Linked DNA regions of Ovis aries: region 1 is linked to region 2. A link is a contact called in public Hi-C data. All regions are on one chromosome and are shown on one strand. Each heading gives the region's core, a stretch centred on a gene start, on an enhancer-like site or on the middle of the called end of the contact. The rest is flanking DNA. Distances are from core to core; before and after follow the strand shown. Region 1 overlaps GTSE1 (G2 and S-phase expressed 1). Region 2 has its middle 15 kb from the start of WNT7B.

The links. Hi-C and Micro-C count contacts between places; a contact is called where the count stands out from the background.
Region 1: a Hi-C map of liver shows a contact between it and region 2, with 5 times the contacts expected there. The contact joins two enhancer-like sites. A contact is called at or near these places in 4 of 16 Hi-C or Micro-C datasets (hypothalamus, liver, muscle and 1 more).

The regions. Positions count from the first base shown.
Region 1 is chr3:222,522,125-222,525,638 of ARS-UI_Ramb_v3.0, forward strand. GTSE1 (G2 and S-phase expressed 1) reads left to right here. Exons shown (of 12, transcript XM_042247888.1): 5 at 754-924; 6 at 1,589-1,712. Among named protein-coding and RNA genes, the nearest start is that of GTSE1, 10 kb to the left of the region's middle. Within about 2 kb of position 2,212, at least 20 of the 54 cell types and tissues checked have an H3K27ac peak or open chromatin away from gene starts, as enhancers often do. A contact at or near this core is called in liver, where this site is marked.
Region 2 is chr3:222,210,623-222,214,589 of ARS-UI_Ramb_v3.0, forward strand. No RefSeq gene overlaps it. Among named protein-coding and RNA genes, the nearest start is that of WNT7B, 15 kb to the left of the region's middle. Within about 2 kb of position 2,664, at least 35 of the 54 cell types and tissues checked have an H3K27ac peak or open chromatin away from gene starts, as enhancers often do. A contact at or near this core is called in liver, where this site is marked.

The sequences.
Region 1 (3,514 bases), core at 962-3,461, 310 kb after region 2:
CCGTGTAGAAGGTGATGTAAACGGTGGCCCTCACTTAGAGAGGCATGTCCCCGTGTAGAAGGTGATGTAAACGGTGGGCCTTCACTTAGAGAGGCATGTCCCCGTGTAGAAGGTGATGTAAACGGTGGGCCTCACTTAGGTGAGGCATGTCTCAATGTAAAAAATGATGTAAAGGAGAAAGAAGGTTACTGCTTTATGAGCTTCTTTTGCTTCTTATGAACTCTTCTTAGTATGAGGGGTTATTTATGGAAGCATGAATCACTTCCACGAATGCCCTTGTACCTAAAAGTGAGGAATTTATTCTTTGTTGGGCTCTGTTCGCTGAAGAAAAATGGCCTTGAGTATTAGGTGAAGATTTATTGGAGCTGAGCAGCTCCTCTGGTACAGGGCATGGCCATTTAATGAATGATTCCTTTCCGTGCGGCATTTTAAAATTTGTGTAACTAGACCCAGTTTCCTCATTATCACCCTTAAATAAGAATCCTGACTGAGGACGAGCCCTGGAGGAGTTCTCTGCTATCAATGGTCTGTCTTGGTATTATTTTACCGTTTCTAATGAGGAAGCAGGCTCCATCATCATTCTCTGGTAATTTGGTGGAGGAGGTGAACCGCTATATTCTTTTCTCTCCTGTTGATGGATTGAGGACTGCATGTTGGGAAGATGGATGGTGTCTGCCCTCTAATTGAAGCCTTTGTGTGTCTCTACGTTGTGGAAGACTAGACAGTCCTCACATTTCAATTTACAATTTTCAGCCCACAAGACAGAAACCAGTTAGTCCTCCCAGGATGAAAGTCCAAAACGAAAAGGACGCCCACAGCAGCATGCCCCCGGACAAGCTCAGAACCACCCGGGACGTCGCTGGCATGTCAGCCGCAGGAAGCCACTTGGTCCCAGGCAAGCGGTCGCTCCCTGTTCCGAACAAGGTGGGTTGGCCGGGGCTGGGGCAGGGGTGGGGATTGGCCTGTGAGTGCAGGGAGTAAGGGGCAGCTTTGAGGATGTGGGATGTGGGATGCGTCTGGACCAAAATCAAGGTTTAGGAGGTTGAAGGCGGGATCCAGGAGGGGCGGTGTGCTGAAATGCAGGGCACGGAGGCCTGGCACACGGGAGGGCCTGGCCGCTGCCCCGGGGAGCTGCGGGCACCGTGGAATGTCGGCCCCCCGAGCTGACATCGGGGTGTCTGATGGCAGAGACGACCCTGCTCCCCTCACAGGGCTGGTGCGCCGGGGAGACGGGCTGTCGCCGCTCTGAGAACCACAGCTCCTCCCGGGCGTGGAGGCGACCGTCCTCATGTTTGCCGTTTGTTTTCCAGCGCTGAGCTCTGTGTGCTTGTGAAAGTGCCACGTCCCTGGTGGTACTTGCTAAGCTTGCCCACACTGGGCCCTGCAGCTATCGAGTGCACAGGCTGGGGTCCAGGCCCCACGCCCGCGGTCAGCAGGCTCCCGGTGCGCCTCCCACAGGGAACCTGGCGGCCACACCGGGGAGCACTGCTCGGCCTTTCTCTGATTCGAGATGATAACTTGTAGACTGTTGAAAACCCCGACTTTTGCAGAAATAAGTCTTGGGTAGGTAACAAAATCTCTGTTTCAGTCCGGGCCGAAGAAAACCATGCTAAAACCTCCTGGGGGTGCTGGCGGCCTGGCAGGAAGGGCCTCGTCAGGGTCCGTCTCGGGCCTGAGCTCCGCTGCGTGTGCTTCTCCCGTGACCGGCAGAGGTAAGGCCAGCCCTGAGCGCTGTGCTCCTGCCAGACTTCCAGAACCACTCAGCTCAGCCGCAGGCTCTGGAAGGCTTGCTCTGGTCTGGGGTGGGGACACTGTTGGGGCCTCCGTCCTCAAGGTGCCTCCCCTTCTCCGCAGAGAGGCATGGTCAGCGGACGCTCTCAGTCTCGGCTGAGTTAAGCCGTCACGGGTGGCTCTGTAGGTAAAGAACCCGCCTGCCAAGGCAGGAGATGCAAGAGCCTTGGGCTTGATCCCTTGGTTGGGAAGATCCCCTGGAGAAGGAAATGGCAGCCCTCTCAGTATTCTGGCCTGGGAAGTCCCATGGACAGAGGAGCCTTGCAGGCTGTGTCCATGAGGTCGCTGGGTCAGACATGACTGAACACAGGCCATCACAAGGTGGGCGTGCCCTGCTGGTGCCACGGGCCCGGCGTGACGCTGAGGCCAGCCTCAGCCACGTGACCAAATGGAGGATCTTAAAGTAGGGCTGTTCCAGATAGTGTAGGCGTAGGAGCCGTAATGCCTGGGTGTTGGTTTAAATCTGCTCAAACCTGTTTCAACTCAGGCGACTTTGCTGTCTTTCCAAGCCGAGGGTGCCATCTGCTGGTAAAGGGGAGAAACCCTAGGAGGCTGTGGGAAGTCACGCGGCCTCCTGCCCTCAAGGACTAAAACCTTGTTCAAAGCAGATTTGCTGGGTAGGCTCTAAGCTGGGCAGCACAGCCTGCGTTTTGTACACAGACGTGAGAAGTCTCTCCTCTGGAGCGAGGCCGGTCTGATCTGGGGCCCTGACCGCCTGGGTGGTCAGGAGAACTGAAGTTGCATCTGTACCTTTACAAACCGGGGGGCCGGGGGGGTGGGGGGTGGGGGGTGGCCCCGCCCTCTCAGTGTCTCTGCCTGCCTGAGGACCACCAGGCCCCGTGTCTGGAGCGCGGCGCGTGTTGAGGGAAACGAAGTTTTGTTACACTAGGCGCTGTGAGTCTGGCTGTGTTGGTTCAGGCATCAGCACCAGTTCTGTCTATGATTTCTGAGCCTACCTCTGGGAAAGTTTGAGACAGGCTGGGGGTGGCCTTTTGGTGAGTGTGTGTTCCTCTGTTTTCCGTGGCAAAATCCCCAGGGTCAGATCTGATGGGGATCTGACCGTCAGTGTGGTGGGGAGAGCGCTGTGAGCCTTACACACTGTTTGACGTGGGCTGCGGTTTAGTCCTTCTCCTAAATTTCTCTTTAAGAACCTTTCACCAGGTTGGCCTCTGTGTCCGCTATTTTGGCAGCTGCGTATTTTCACCCAGCTCATTTAAGTAGTCCTGGTAACTGACAGGACCCAGCCTCCCTGTGGCTGAAAGGAACTGACCAGTAAGGAGCCTCTGCTCTCCGCGTCTCCCTGCCCGCACCCCTGGTTGGCCAGGTGGGGCATCTGACCAGACTGTCCGTCTTCACCTGCTCTGCTGGGATAGGGCTCTGCTGTCGACATAGTCAGTGAGGGCAAGAGAGCTTGAGTTTGTGCATCCTTGTACATCTTGGTGATCGTGTCTAGAATCAGCGCCTTGGATCACACGAGCGACTAAGCCACGAGCGACCCGGGTTGCCTTGTGTTTGAGGATGTTGCCTGGTGGACATGCAGAATATTGTTCCTATGTCGTATTTTTTAATATGGAAATCACCATGATAGAAATAAGTTGCTTTCTTTTCCACATTCTGAGGTAGGCACGCTGAAGATAGCATATCTTGTGTGTGTGTGTTAAATAACTCCATCATTTAAACACAGCATCAGCTTGAGTGACAACCAGCTTTCCTGTCTCCTCTT
Region 2 (3,967 bases), core at 1,414-3,913:
TCACACACAGGCTCAGAGACACACACACAGACACACACACACACAGAGGCTCAGAGACACACAGAGACACACTCACACACAGGCTCAGAGATACACACACACACACAGGCTCAGAGACACACACAGAGACACACTCACACACAGGCTCAGAGACACACACACAGACACACACACACACAGACACACAGACACACGCAGAGACACACACACACACAGCCTCAGAGACACACACAGAGACACACTCACACACAGGTTCAAAGACACACACAGAGACACACTCACACACAGGCTCAGAGACACACACACACACAGGCTCAGAGACACACAGAGACACACACACAGGCTCAGAGACACACAGAGACACACTCACACACAGGCTCAGAGACACACACTCTCACATGCACACTCACACAGAGGCTCAGAGACACAGACACACACTCACGCACAGACACACAGACACACACACACAGGCACACAGACACACGCAGAGACACACACACTCACAGCCTCAGAGACACACGCAGAGACACACACACACAGGCTCAGAGACACACTCTCACATGCACACTCACACACAGGCACAGAGACACACACACAGTGATACACACTCTCACATGCACACAGACACACACACACAGGCACACAGACTCACGCAGAGACACACACAGACACAGGCTCAGAGACACACACAGAGACACATTCACACACAGGCCCACAGACACACATACAGACACTCACACATAGGCACACCGACACAGTCAGAGACACACACACACACACTCACATGCACACAGACACACATTCAGAGACACACACTCTCACATGCACACAGACACACACTCACACAGGCACACACACTCACATACACACAGACACACACAGGCACACAGACACACGCAGAGACACACACACAGAGACACACACACAGGCCCACAGACACACACACAGACACTCACACATAGGCACACCGACACAGTCAGAGACACACACACACTCACATGCACACAGACACACACCCAGAGACACACACTCTCACATGCACACAGACACACTCACACAGGCACACACACTCACATACACACAGACACGCACAGGCACACATTCACACACAGCCAAACATATACACACTCACAGAGACTGACACACACACTTACACAGAGACACACATACACATTCATGTACTCTGACAAACACACACTCACAACGACACACGCAGACAGACACACACACTCATGCACTCACAGACTGACACATGCAGATACACATACGCCCACATGCACTCACAGAGACACATCCTGACACACGCACAGACACACACGCAGACATACAAACCGAAGCACAGATACACCCGCTCACTGTTTGAGGGCTGCGCTGTCCCCACAGACCCCTCAGTCATGTGTCAGCCAACAAGCATCTCTTTTGGGCCTAGTGTGTACCAGGTTTTATGCAAAAGGGTTTGGAGAATGCAGAAGTGAGCAAAAAGTTAACTCCTTCACCTTGAAAATAAAAACCAGAGCCAAGCCTGGCAGGAGCGGTGAGACCCAGCTGGAGCTGCACGAACCACCCTTCCTACCCACCTACCGACGCCCAAGCGCCACAGACTGACAGGGACTCCCTGAGGCCCACGGGGCGAGCACGGGCAGTGAGGAGCGCTGCTGGCCCAGGGCAGGGGCGTTCGAGGCCCTGGGGGGCCTCTCGGCGGAAAGGAGCCCAGGAGGCTGGGGGCCTGGCGAGGGCCGTGCAGCCGGCAGGCCTGGGAAGGAGCTGGTCCTCCGCTGGGGGCGGGGAGGTGGGACGTCCGGCCAGGGAGCAGGGCCCGGGGAAGGGCCACCCTGCTCTTTGGAATTTGGCTCTCAGCTCCTTCCATCCGGTTCAGAGGGGCCAGCCTCCTGGTCCGCAGGCCTGTCTCCAGGGGCAAGCCCTGGGGGTGCAGAGGAAAGGGGTCGTCGGTGACTTTGACCCTGACAGTCACTGGGGTACACAGCCCCCAGCCGCCTGGACCCTCACCCCAGCCTTTGGGCCCCCTTGAGATGGGCACACGGAGGCGGTGCGTGTGCTACTGGAGGCGCCCCGGGGCTGGGGGAGCACGCGAGCTGAGCCTGCAGGGAGGCACTGCCTGGAGGGGGTGGGCAGTGCACGCAGGGGTGGGCAGTGGACGCAGGGGTCGGGGTGCTTGGGGGGAGCTCACCCAGACCCATGGTGACAGCAGGGACCAAGGCCGACAGGTCCAGCTCAGGCCTGAGCTGTGCTGGGGGCTGGGGTGAGGGAAGGGGGGCAGACGGCCCGTGAAACCCCAACAGGAAGGGGAGACGTGGGCCAGGAGTGGGCCCTGCAGCTGCAATCAGGAGGAGGTGGCCTCGAAGGGACCTGGAGGCCAGAGTGGTGGGCAGAGGGCGCGCCAGTGCAAAGGCCTCATGGTTAGGAAGAAACTCAGCATACCCCGAGGGTGAGGACTGAAGTCCCCCCACCCCCAGGAGGGCTCCGGGGCCCCTAGTCATTTTAAGGCTGGAAGAAATCAGTTTGATTCAACTGGAGGAGCCTCCTCTGGGAATCAGATGCCTTGGACCACAGCGCCTGCCGGAGGGTTCACTCCAGGACACGCTGTCTTCTGAGTTCCGGCTTCCTGTGTGGCTGGGTTGGGGGTGGGGGATCTGGCCAGGGGCCACGGCTCCCCAGCCAGCGCATTGTCTGCCCTGAGGCCGGAAGCGGCTCCTGCCCAGGGCAGGCGGGGCCTGGGGGACCTTGACCCAGCTCAGGCTCCGCGTCTGCGCGGACGCCACTGGGCCCTCCCCGCCCCCCGAAAACGCCCAGGGGCCTGGATCGTGGGGCTGGGGGGAGGGTGACCCAACTGGGCCCCCTTCAGGGCCACCCCAAACCTAAAGTGAGGAGGCTGGACAACGCAGGCAGGCCCCCGCCCCCAGCACAGCCTCCCAGGCTGGGCCCCACTCCCTATCCTTCCAACCCCCCAACAACCATCGAGTCACCCAGCTGGGGGGTGCCCAGCCCATTGCTGGCCCTACTGCAGATGGTCACCTCCCAGCCAAGGCGGAGGGGGAGAAGCCAGAGACAAGAAAAGCCAAGACCTAATTTACAAGTGAAATGACTCCGGGGCTGGCCGCAGCCTCCTCCCCAAGGAAAAGAATCCAGCTCTTAGGTTCCCACAGAGGCAGTGCAGCCACAGAGGCTTCAGTTCCGGTCCCCAGAGAACTGGACCTTAGACTGCAGGCCCAGGGCTTGGTGGGCGGGCTGGCACAGAGGTCAAACCTGGGAACCCCGGTGTTCCTTGGACTCCATGGTGCCCAGCCTGGGCAGGGGCTGCAGGGTCCGAGACATCCCCGCCTGAGTCAGCCTCCCCCAGGTCTCAGGACCACGGAGCACTCCCCCCGCCCCCACCTTGAGCATCCCTGAGGAAAGACAGCTGCATCCAGAGGGGAAAACGGAATTCATTTGTTTGGATCTGGTGCTCTGGCTTGAGCAGACCCCCAACTCCAGTATTCTTGCCTGGAGAATTCCAGGAACAGAGAAGCCTGGCGGGCTACGGTCCATAGGGTTGCAAAGAGTTGGACACGACTGAGCGACCTGGTACGCAGCAGCAGAGCATCTTGGTCAACAGGGTAAACTGAGGCAGCTCAGAGTCCCCCTCCAGTAGCATCTGACTCCTGCAGCCTCACCGCCAGCGGTGCCCAGCCTCAGAACCTCTCTGTCTCGACAGGCAGACTCTGGGGTCCCCCTTCCAGCCAGGTGCCCCCGGGGTCACCCATGCCTCCATCCCTGAGCAGCCATGTCATGAAAGTCGCTCAGTCATGTCCGACTCTTTGTGACCTCGTGGACTGTACAGTCCATGGAATTCTCCAGGCCAGAATATTGGAGTAGGGAGCCATTCCCTTCTCCAGGCTATCTTCCCGGCCTAGGGATCGAACCCAGGTCTCCCGGGGCACCTGAAGAGGTGGACCTGCTCTCGTCACCA